Regions from separate parts of the Pan troglodytes genome. Here region 1 is linked to region 2. A link is a contact called in public Hi-C data. All regions are on one chromosome and are shown on one strand. The core of a region is the stretch at or near the end of the contact, and the rest is flanking DNA. Distances in the headings are between cores, read along the strand shown.

The links. Hi-C and Micro-C count contacts between places; a contact is called where the count stands out from the background.
Region 1: a Hi-C map of stem cell-derived neural progenitor cells shows a contact between it and region 2, with 2.8 times the contacts expected there. The contact joins two enhancer-like sites. A contact is called at or near these places in 2 of 7 Hi-C or Micro-C datasets (a lymphoblastoid cell line and stem cell-derived neural progenitor cells).

The regions. Positions count from the first base shown.
Region 1 is chr19:25,819,823-25,824,838 of NHGRI_mPanTro3-v2.0_pri, forward strand. STAT3 (signal transducer and activator of transcription 3) reads left to right here. Exons shown (of 24, transcript XM_001165480.8): 16 at 85-183; 17 at 300-435; 18 at 1,521-1,573; 19 at 1,792-1,886; 20 at 2,003-2,142; 21 at 2,653-2,865. Among named protein-coding and RNA genes, the nearest start is that of STAT5A, 34 kb to the right of the region's middle. Within about 2 kb of position 2,124, at least 3 of the 24 cell types and tissues checked have an H3K27ac peak or open chromatin away from gene starts, as enhancers often do. A contact at or near this core is called in stem cell-derived neural progenitor cells, where this site is marked.
Region 2 is chr19:25,634,361-25,639,774 of NHGRI_mPanTro3-v2.0_pri, forward strand. All of the region lies in intron 17 of ATP6V0A1 (ATPase H+ transporting V0 subunit a1), which reads right to left. Among named protein-coding and RNA genes, the nearest start is that of NAGLU, 29 kb to the left of the region's middle. Within about 2 kb of position 3,186, at least 3 of the 24 cell types and tissues checked have an H3K27ac peak or open chromatin away from gene starts, as enhancers often do. A contact at or near this core is called in stem cell-derived neural progenitor cells, where this site is marked.

The DNA.
Region 1 (5,016 bases), core at 874-3,373, 180 kb after region 2:
AGCCCCGTGAGATGCGGGTGAAGAGATTTCCAAGGCTGTGAGAGCCCCTCTGCCTCCCCAGCTCAGTCCCCACTTCCTCCGCAGACCCACTCCTTGCCAGTTGTGGTGATCTCCAACATCTGTCAGATGCCAAATGCCTGGGCGTCCATCCTGTGGTACAACATGCTGACCAACAATCCCAAGGTTAGTGCCCCCTCCTTTTAGTTGGTGCCCCGGGATCTCTTGCGACTTAGGGGTACCTAGTATAGACAATGAGCACCATCCCTCATCTAAACAAGCAAATGTGTTCTTTCCAATAGAACGTAAACTTTTTTACCAAGCCCCCAATTGGAACCTGGGATCAAGTGGCCGAGGTCCTGAGCTGGCAGTTCTCCTCCACCACCAAGCGAGGACTGAGCATCGAGCAGCTGACTACACTGGCAGAGAAACTCTTGGGTCCGCATTTCACCCCTTTTCCCTCCTGCCCACCCGCCCAGAAAAGGGATCCGGCCCATAGGGCTGTTCATTTGGGCCATGTCTACTGAGCATTAGGCCATGTTTCTTTCCTGAGCAAGGCGCTGTGCTGGTGCCAGGAAACAGGGGAGTTGGGGAGTTGGGGTGCAGAGACAGTTTGCAGTTTTCAGTCGAGGTGATCATTTTTGAGGTGGGAGGTAGATTTCTTTTCTCCTGGTTGCTGTCTCATTCACCCACTCTATCTAACTTTAGAAGATCTTTTAAGTGTGTGTTGGAAGGTGGCACTAAAGGCTTGACATTCCCTGTCCATTTTTTAAATAAACTATAGGCTAGTTGGTTTTTTTTGTTTTATTTTATTTATTTATTTATTTTTTTGAGACGAGTCTTGCTCTGTTGCCCAGGCTGGAGTGCAGTAGTGTGATCTCGGCTCACTGCAACCTCCGCCTTCTGGGTTCAAGTGATTCTCCTGCCTCGGCCTCCCGAGTAGCTGAGACTACAGGTGCCCACCACCACGCCCAGCTAATTTTTGTATTTTTAGTAGAGACGGGGTTTTACCATGTTGGCCAGGATAGTCTCCGTCTCTTCACCTCGTGATCCGCCCACCTCGGCCTCCTAAAGTGCTGGGATTACAGGCTTGAGCCACTGTGCCCAGCGTAGGCTAGTTTTTAAAAAAGAATTAGTGGAATATTTTATGTGCCACCTGGGCTAGAAGTAGCTTTGTTCTAATAAAGCTGTTGCCACCAAATACACCTCTCTGACACCCGATGTCAGCTTGTTAGTGAGTGCTGCTGTTCTTCCCAGCCTGCCACCCGAGGTTGGGAAGAGCAGGGGGACTTGTTACATCACCCTCCATCCCTGCTGGGCTACCCAGCAACACAAGTGAGTCAAATGATGGGATAGTGTTTGTCCTCATGTGCACACACACAACAGTGCCTACCTTCACAGATGTGAAAGCTGATTATTTTGTGGCCCATTGTGGGATGAATGTGTGTGTGTTCTGTTTTAAGAAATAACCTCTTGACCCCAAGCTGAAAATGCACTACTTGACTCTTTTTCTTTTCCTTCAGGACCTGGTGTGAATTATTCAGGGTGTCAGATCACATGGGCTAAATTTTGCAAAGTAAGCAATCTTGTTAAATTCTCGTGGGAATGGGAATGCTCACCTGCACGGCTGTCGTTGAGGGCTCTGGCTTGAAGGCCCTGAACTCTTGGTCCAGCGGCCAGTAGGACCTGCCTGAAGGTAGACGGGCCTGAGGATTTGGGTGATGCACTGCACCCCTAGGAAGGGAAGGGCTGGGATGGCAGTAGACTTGGCTTTCCCATTACTCTTTTCTCCAGGAAAACATGGCTGGCAAGGGCTTCTCCTTCTGGGTCTGGCTGGACAATATCATTGACCTTGTGAAAAAGTACATCCTGGCCCTTTGGAACGAAGGGTAGGTTGGACAGAGTGTGCACAGATGTAACCAAGTCCCCTGCTCTCAGCAAGCCAGTGGCAGGGGATGGATGCCCTGTTAGCAGTAACAACACTGTTCCTCCTCCTTGGCTCCAGGTACATCATGGGCTTTATCAGTAAGGAGCGGGAGCGGGCCATCTTGAGCACTAAGCCTCCAGGCACCTTCCTGCTAAGATTCAGTGAAAGCAGCAAAGAAGGAGGCGTCACTTTCACTTGGGTGGAGAAGGACATCAGCGGTAAGGGAGGCTCCCACCCACCCCACCTGCTGGTGGCTGCTGAGGACTCATCACTGCTTCTAGTTGCAAGCACCTACTGCCCCCTGGTGGGTGGAGATGGCCTCAACTCCCTGTTTCACTCAGACTCGCAAAACACATTTGGGTGACTTCTAAATCCTTCCAGCTGAAGGATTGGTTTGCTTTGTTTTGCTTGCTCCAGTGACTATTTGTTGAGAATTTTGCAATTTAAATTGTATTCTTCATCTCTTTTTCTACTTAACCCTGTTAATATATCTTAACGCAAGTAGTTATATTCAAGTTTATTTTCTATGACCCAACTAGTAGCCTCTTCTTAATTAGAAGCCAGCCTGAATATTTCCACAGTGCCAGGCCACTGAACAGGGTGTTCAGGGTCTCAACACTAGGGTGGCTTAAGTCTTTTCCCCTTCGAGGAAAGAAAAAATGGGCAGTTTTCTCTGAGATGACTTAGCTGTAGGTTCCATGATCTTTCCTTCCCATGTCCTGTGACAGGTAAGACCCAGATCCAGTCCGTGGAACCATACACAAAGCAGCAGCTGAACAACATGTCATTTGCTGAAATCATCATGGGCTATAAGATCATGGATGCTACCAATATCCTGGTGTCTCCACTGGTCTATCTCTATCCTGACATTCCCAAGGAGGAGGCATTCGGAAAGTATTGTCGGCCAGAGAGCCAGGAGCATCCTGAAGCTGACCCAGGTAGTTGTTGATTTTCCATGTTCCTGGCATTTAATTTTTGGGAAAAGTTGGAAATTTTGGGATCCTTGGAGGATAGATAGGCAAATGCCTGAATAACCTGGGGGATAATTATTTCTCCTTATGGGAAAGAATTGTAGTGAGTGCTTTTGTTGGGGTGACCGATGGGATTTGAGAGGAGAATCAGAATCACTTAGAGTAGTGTAGTTCCTGCTCCACAGAGAGTGCATGAGTCTAAAGAGGGGATACAGCCTGGGCAATATGGTGAAACCTCGTCTCTACAAAAAATCCAAAAAAATTACCCGGTGTGGTGGCACGCATTTGTAGTCGTAGCTACTTGGGAGGCTGAGGTGGGAGGATCACCTGAGCCAAGGAGTTCAAGGCTGTAGTGAGCGGTGATCATGCCACCACACTCCAGCCTGGCTGATAGAGTGAGACACTGTGTCAAAAAATAAAAATAAAGAGGGGATTAATACACATACATCCCCCAAAACATGCCTGAAACACGAGAAGGGAAACTGAGGGCAGTTAACAGGATGCCCTGCTGGCACAGTGCTTCTTAGTAGATGCTAGAAGGTTTGAGGCCCAGATTTCAGCCCAGCATATGGCTTTTTGCCTGTAACTGAACCATGTCAGTGTGCCAGATGGTCTGAAGAAAGGGTTTCTGGAGGAAATTATTATTAGCTGCATGGGAGTATGGTTTACACTAGAGTAGAAGAGCTGGGAGCATCACGTTTGAAGGGGAAGACAGTGACTGGGTGGAGGGGCAAGGGATTGGTATTTAGAGTGTGCAACTATTGAAAATAAGGTATATTTTAATGTGTAAGAGGACATGTACTTATATGTTATATATAAATTATTTTAGCTGGGCGAAGTGGCTCATGCCTATAGTCCTAGCACTTTGGGAGGCCCAGGCGGGAGGATCACTTGAGCCTGGGAGTTTGAGAACAGACTAGACAACATAGTGAGACCCTATCTATACAAAAATAATTTTTTTTAAATTAGCCACGTGTGGTGGTTTGTGCCTGTAGTCCTAGCTACTCGGGAGGCTGAGGTGGGAGGATTGCTTGAGCCCAGGAGGTTGAGGCTGCAGTGAGCCATGATCGCACCACTGCACTCCAGCCTGGGTGACAGAGCAAGACCTTGTCTCACCAAAAAAAAAAAAAAAAAAAAAAGAGAGAGAAATTAAAAATACTGTAATCTCAGCTGGGCATGGGGGTTCACACCTGCAGTCCTAGCACTTTGGGAGGCTGAAGCAGGAGGATCACTTGAGGCCAGGAACTCAAGACCAGCCTGGCAACATAGCAAGACCCCACTACACACACACACACACACACACACAAAGAAAAGAAAGAAAAAAACGAAAGAAAACTGTAATCTCTGCAGCTGTCCTCAGTGTGGAGGAGGGGGTAGCCCTGTCTGTTCCCCTTCAGCACTTGCTGTTTTGACTCTCTGGGTTCTTTGTGCAGGTCTTGATGGGGAGTCTCTGGTTTGCCATTCTTTGTTTTATTTAACTTTCTGTAATCATAAAGCCAATGATGGGCTTTTTTTTTTTTTTTTTTTTTTTTTGGACTGAGTCTTGCTCTATCACCCAAGCTGGAGTGCAGTGGCACCATCTCGGCTCACTGCAACCTCCACCTCCCGGTTCAAGCAATTCTCCTGCCTCAGCCTCCCGAGTAGCTGGGATTATGGGTTTGCGCCACCATGCCCAGCTGATTTTTGTATTTTTTGTAGAGAAAGGGTTTCGCCATGTTGGCCAGGCTGGCCTCGAACTCCTGACCTCAGGTGATCTGCCCACTTCAGCCTCCCAAAGTGCTGGGATTACAGGCGTGAGCCACTGTGCCTGGCCTAATGATGGGCTCTTTAATGTGATCCTTTAGGGTTGGCGCCTTGCCCTAGTTGCTGTTGAAAAAACTATTTTTGTCCAAATAGCACACACACAGAAACCTACCAACTTCCCTCCCACTTTTTCCTAGGAATTCCTTCTGAGGGATTTCTTGAGATGGGGCAGAATGGGGCTTGGAAGAGGGAGTTGGAGCTAATTGACCGTTGCCTTTCTCCTTTGTTGGGGTCCTGAGTCTTGTTCCTGCTGTAAGAGTTACTCACTTCCTGTCTGCCACCTATCTCCCTTTGCATGTGTGCTTCAGTTGGGAGATC
Region 2 (5,414 bases), core at 1,936-4,435:
AGTTGGTCAGACCACTCTGACAATGTGGGTGCTCGGCTAGGAAAACATTTAAAAAGCAGTGTTGTTGGAGGTAGTGAGCCAGGGAAAGGGTTGGGCTCCTCATTAACATGGAGCACGCCCCACCCATCCCTGCCAGGTAGCTCAGCCAGGGACTGCATAGATGAGCAGTCCAGGAACACAGACACTCTTTGATGCCAGCAAAGGAGCCTCTCTAGGCTTCAGGAAGAGCAGGCCCTACCTGTGTTTACACAGAACAGCAAAGGCTTTCCCATTCCCATCCCACTGCCCTCCTAGAGAGGACCGAGAGTCAGGAAGGGAAGGGTATGGTTTGTGGGTCTAGGCATTTTAGAGAGAAGTGCTGGGGGAAGATGCAAACAGTGCAGCAAGGTGTTTTAAAAACCCAGTTTAAAGAGTGTATGTTGCTAAGTGAATTACTGCTGAGCCAGAGGGCCTTCTACTCAAGATGTGGCCTGAACAGTTAGCCAACTTGCTTTCCAGTCTCCGTTATTCTCTATGTGGCTGATATAATATGAACTCCTTTCACACAGATGGATTATTTCCTTTGGGATGCATCTGGAAGGCAAAGCCTCCTTTTGAAAGCTGTCTCCCTCTCACCTGGGTCACATGGAGGTAGAGCTGACCCCGAGAAGGGTCCACCACTTCTAAGTTGAAGCATCATCAAGCTGAGGAGGGCAGCAGGAAGAGGCCGGCTCAGACAGGGAGGAAGGGTAAGGTTTGCTCACAAGCACTAGGAGGAGCAGGGAGGAAACGGCTACTCCCGGTGGCTGGGAGTAGATCAACCACAACATCACAGGAGAGGAAGGCAGAGGCCAATGGGACTTAACCCCCAAGAGGAGTCACTTCAAGAATGCCAGTGAAGACATTACTTGTAGCTCCTTTCAAAGCCATTCTCAGAGGTGTTAAATCAGCAAAGTCAATGAAACAAAGACAGAGGTGACCGACATGAGATGCAGTTAATGGAGATGAGCTTTTTAGAACACAGGCTCACGAACTGGTTTGAAATGGCCAGTGAGATGCAGAGGCACAGGAGTCATGTGTATGGCCCCAGGGTGTGGCAGGGTCAGCAGAGTGATCACAAGGATGGGAAGAGAGAGGCCCGGATAAACATGAAGGCAACGCCAGCTTTCATCTTACCACTTCGTCCTCGGAAGGCTTGAAAACACAAATTTACACTTAGTGGGGAGCCACGCCACACACAAGGTCACAAGTTAGGAGCACAAGGCTACTGAATGCTTCTTGGGGAGGACTGTTCATGTTAAATGGGCTAGCACATTGGAGGCAGGCCTCCTCAGCATATACACAAAGCGAAATCAGCAGGAATTTAGAGCATTAAGATACATATTTTTTAAAGGCATCCACAACCCTTGTGATTTCTTTTTTAAAAAATCATATATAGTGAAAGTGGTCAGACAGACTGAAAAGTCCAACTTGAGTCCTCAACTCCTATTTTATTTGCTTTAAAAAGAACATAATGAGTAGATGAGATTTAATAGTTCAGTTCAGAGGCTTTGTGCTACAAGGGGTCAGGCAAGGAGAGTGGGCTTGGAGGTGGTATCTTAAGGAAAAGTCTAGTTTGGCCTAATTCTCTCTCTCCCTGTAAAAAGTAGGCAAATGACACCAAAAAAGCTCAAACAAAATATCTGCAGCAAGAACACATCAGTGGTGTAGGACTTCAAAAGTACCAGTGATTATAGCTGGTCAGTAATGTAATTGGAACGATCCTTGGAAGGGTCAATGGATGAAGAAACTGTGCTTAGTGACCTGTGTTTCAGGTCATAAGAGCTGGGATGCTGAGGCCTGCTCTGCCTCAGGTGAGAGAGCAGTCAGTAATGGAGACCTGCGTGCAGAGCACTGCAGGCAAAATCTGGAATTCAAGACAGGAGCAAAACTGCTGCGGGCTCTGGGGGCAACAGCTGGAGCTTAGGGCAGGGCCCACTGGAAAAAGCTGTGGTGCCCTAAGAGGTCCAGAAGGCAGGCTGAATATTAATTAGTATTTTTATTTTTCAAGGAGAAGACTGGAGTGAGGTCTCTTAGGTACACAAGACTAGGGCTGACCCGAGGTGGAAGGAGAGAAAGCCCACACCACGGGATCTTACCTCGTCTGCGTCCTCTGAGTGGGTGGAGAGCTGGTCATGCTGAATAATCTCAGCATCCTCCTCTGTCGGTCCGTTGCCCACCCTGATCCCACCAAAGTTGAGAGTTCCCTACACAGATGAACAGAAAGAGTAGAATTTGCCTGGGCTTTAACATGACATTCTGTGAGGTGGGAAGGGCGATGGTTAGTAACACAAACCTCAGAAAAGCATATGTTTAACAACAAAAACAAAACCCACTGACTGAACGGCTAAGTAAAATCAAACAACTGATCCACCCCAACCACCGCCTCCCCAGCCCCAGCCCAACCTACAATTACCACCTTACCCTGCTTCAGAGGAAATATGCAGTTCTGTCTGCTGTGCCAAGAGGCACCAGCCTCACCTGGGTCAACACTAATTGAGAATCCTGCTTGAATGAAAACCTTAATACGAACAGATTCTCACAACAAGTAAAGGCTGCAAGGGCCTAAGCTTTTCTGGCCCTAACGATTAGACTTTCTAAGAGGAAGGGGGGCCAAGTGACATTGTGATTGTACCCTAGTCTGATAAGCTTTTAACAGGAGCCCAAGAATTCCAGCAACTTCTTCCAGAAATGTACCATGTCTCTGCCCAGGAACAAAGAGCTTCCAAGGTCAGAGAAGGAAAAAAAAGCTTAATGTACATTCACTTGTGGCTAGAGAATGCTGAGCTTAAAAAGATGAGATGGGGCTCCTTTTCTTCAGCAGAGAGCTCTGGAATGTTAGAACAATTCTTCCACAGGCACGTGGGCAGACGCTGACGGGGCATTTGCTTCTTCTGAGTTCACAAGCACAGTCTTTTGTAGGGTCTCCAAAAGTAGATTTTAAAGTCAACTTGATTTGAAAAAACTTGAGTTTTTCCAAACCCAAAGCAAAAAAGACTCTGGGAAAAAAAACCAGGCAGAAATGAGTTAAGTCTCACAGATCCCAATTAGTGCTAACCTGCCACAGCGTGAAAAGGAATTTAAACAGCAGCCCCCAGAATCACTTCATATGGTTTCTGTCCAGGGGGCCAAACAAGGCAAGAGCTCAAGGGCAGCTCTCCTGCAACCTGGCCTTCGGGCAGCAGCATGAGTAGTGTGCAGGAGGCCTGCGCAGCTGCCCTGCGCTCCTCATCCTCAGCTCCACCTCCTGGTGTGCCATTTTTTGCCACAGCTCTCGTCACAGTTTAATGCCCAGCTCAGATCTAATTATTTGCACAAATCCTCCCTCCTACTCTAGCAGTGGTCCTTAACATGCTGGTCAGAGAACTAGTTGCATTAGAATTACCCCAAAAGCTGCATTTTAAATAGAAATTCTCATATACTACTCCCAGAAATTGTAAATTTAGTAGTTCTGGGGTGGGGCCCAATAAATCTGTATTTTAAAAATATATTCCCAAGTACAAATTGTATAATCATTGTGAAGGGTTTATCAAAATTTTAAATGCATGAACCCTTTGAGATTCAGCAATCCCACTGCTGGAACATCTAGGCTTGCAAAACTTTGGCAAGGTATATGGATAAGGGGCTGGGCGCGGTGGCTCATGCCTGTAATCCTAGCATTTTGGAAGGCCGAGTCAGGCAGATCACCTGAGGTCAAAAGTTCGTGATCAGCCTGGCCAACATGGCGAAACCCCGTCTCTACTAAAAATACAAAAATTAGTTGGGCGTAGAGGTGGGCGCCTGTAATCCCAGCTACTCTGGAGGCTGAAGCAGGACAATTGCTGAAACCCGGGAGGTGATGGTTGCAGTGAGCTGAGATCGTACCACTGCACTCCATCTTGGGCAACACAGCGAGACTCTGTCTCAAGAAAAATAAAAAAAAGACATATGAAAAAGGATGTTCCCTGAATTGCTGTTTGTGATAGCAAAGAATTGGGAACAACCAACACATCCATCAAAGAGATAATGACTTTGGCATGTCCAGTGGAATATTCTATGGAATTCTAGGCAACCATAAAAAAGAGTGATAGTCAGCTGGGCACGGTGGCTCACACCTGTAATCCCAGCACTTTGGGAGGCCACAGCGGGCGGATCACAAGGTCAGGAGTTCGAGACCAGCCCGGCCAACATGGTGAAACCCCGTCTCTCCTAAAAATCCAAAAATTAGTCCAGGCACAGTGGCTCACACCTGTAATCCCAGCACTTTGGGAGCCTGAGGCAGGTGGATAACGAGGTCAGGAGTTCAAGACCAGCCTGGCCAACATGGTGAGACCCTGTCTCTACTAAAAATACAAAAATTAGCCGGGGGAGGTGGTGGGTGCCTGTAATCCCAGCTACTCAGGAAGCTGAGGCAGGAGAATTGCTTGAACTGGGGAGGCGGAGGTTGTAGTGAGCCAAGATCGTGCCACTGCACTCTAGCCTGGGCGACAGGGCAAGACTCTATCTCAAAAAAAAAAAAACAAAACAAAAATTAGCCAGGCGTAGTGGTGCATGCCCATAATCCTAGCTACTCATGAGGCTGAGGCAGGAGAATTGCTTGAACCTGGGAGGTGGAGGTTGTAGTGAGCTGAGATCGTGCCACTGCACTACAGCTGGGTGACAGAGCAAGACTTCATCTCAGAAAAAAAAAAAAAAGTGATTATCACTATGAAACAAACTTCAAGATACACTAACTTTTAAAAAACGTAATAGATCGAGAGGCAGAACAGTGCCACAGTTTAAAACACAATTTCTCATGTGTCTTTTTCTACATGCATAGAGCACACACACACCTATCAATAGAAGACAGGCAGATATCTGTCAGAGGCAAGGCCCCCACCTGTTAACAATGCCCCCTGAAGAGGAGGACTGTAGTGGGGGCAGGTGGTTTTCTTCTTAGTTAGCACTATATGCATTCTCTAGCCAAGTGCACCTATTGCTTTATTTTTTTAATGTCAGTAGGGGATTGTCAGGACCATGAAATTATGGGCCACTTTTATTTCTTCTTCCACTTATTTGTTTTAATACCCTAAGAAACAAATTCAAAGTCTACCAGGTGACTGTGATGTGCAGTCAGACTTGTGGGCCACCAGAGCCTGGACACCTCCAGGTCATGCACATATTCCACCTGGCAACCCTCAGAAGGTGGACTGAAAATGCAACGAAGGGCACAGGAGGGGACTCCTGCATATCCTGGGCTGGGTTATAGGATATAGGAGGAGGGCTTCAAGGTTCAAGGCTCCCAAAGTAGAAGGCCATTTCTGAAGCTTTCTCCAACTAGCAGATAAACTGAGCAGCAGACAGGTTAAATCTCCCAGCCAAACACTAATAAGGATCTCTTCAGAACACAGGAATGAGAGTTACAGGAAGGGGGATGA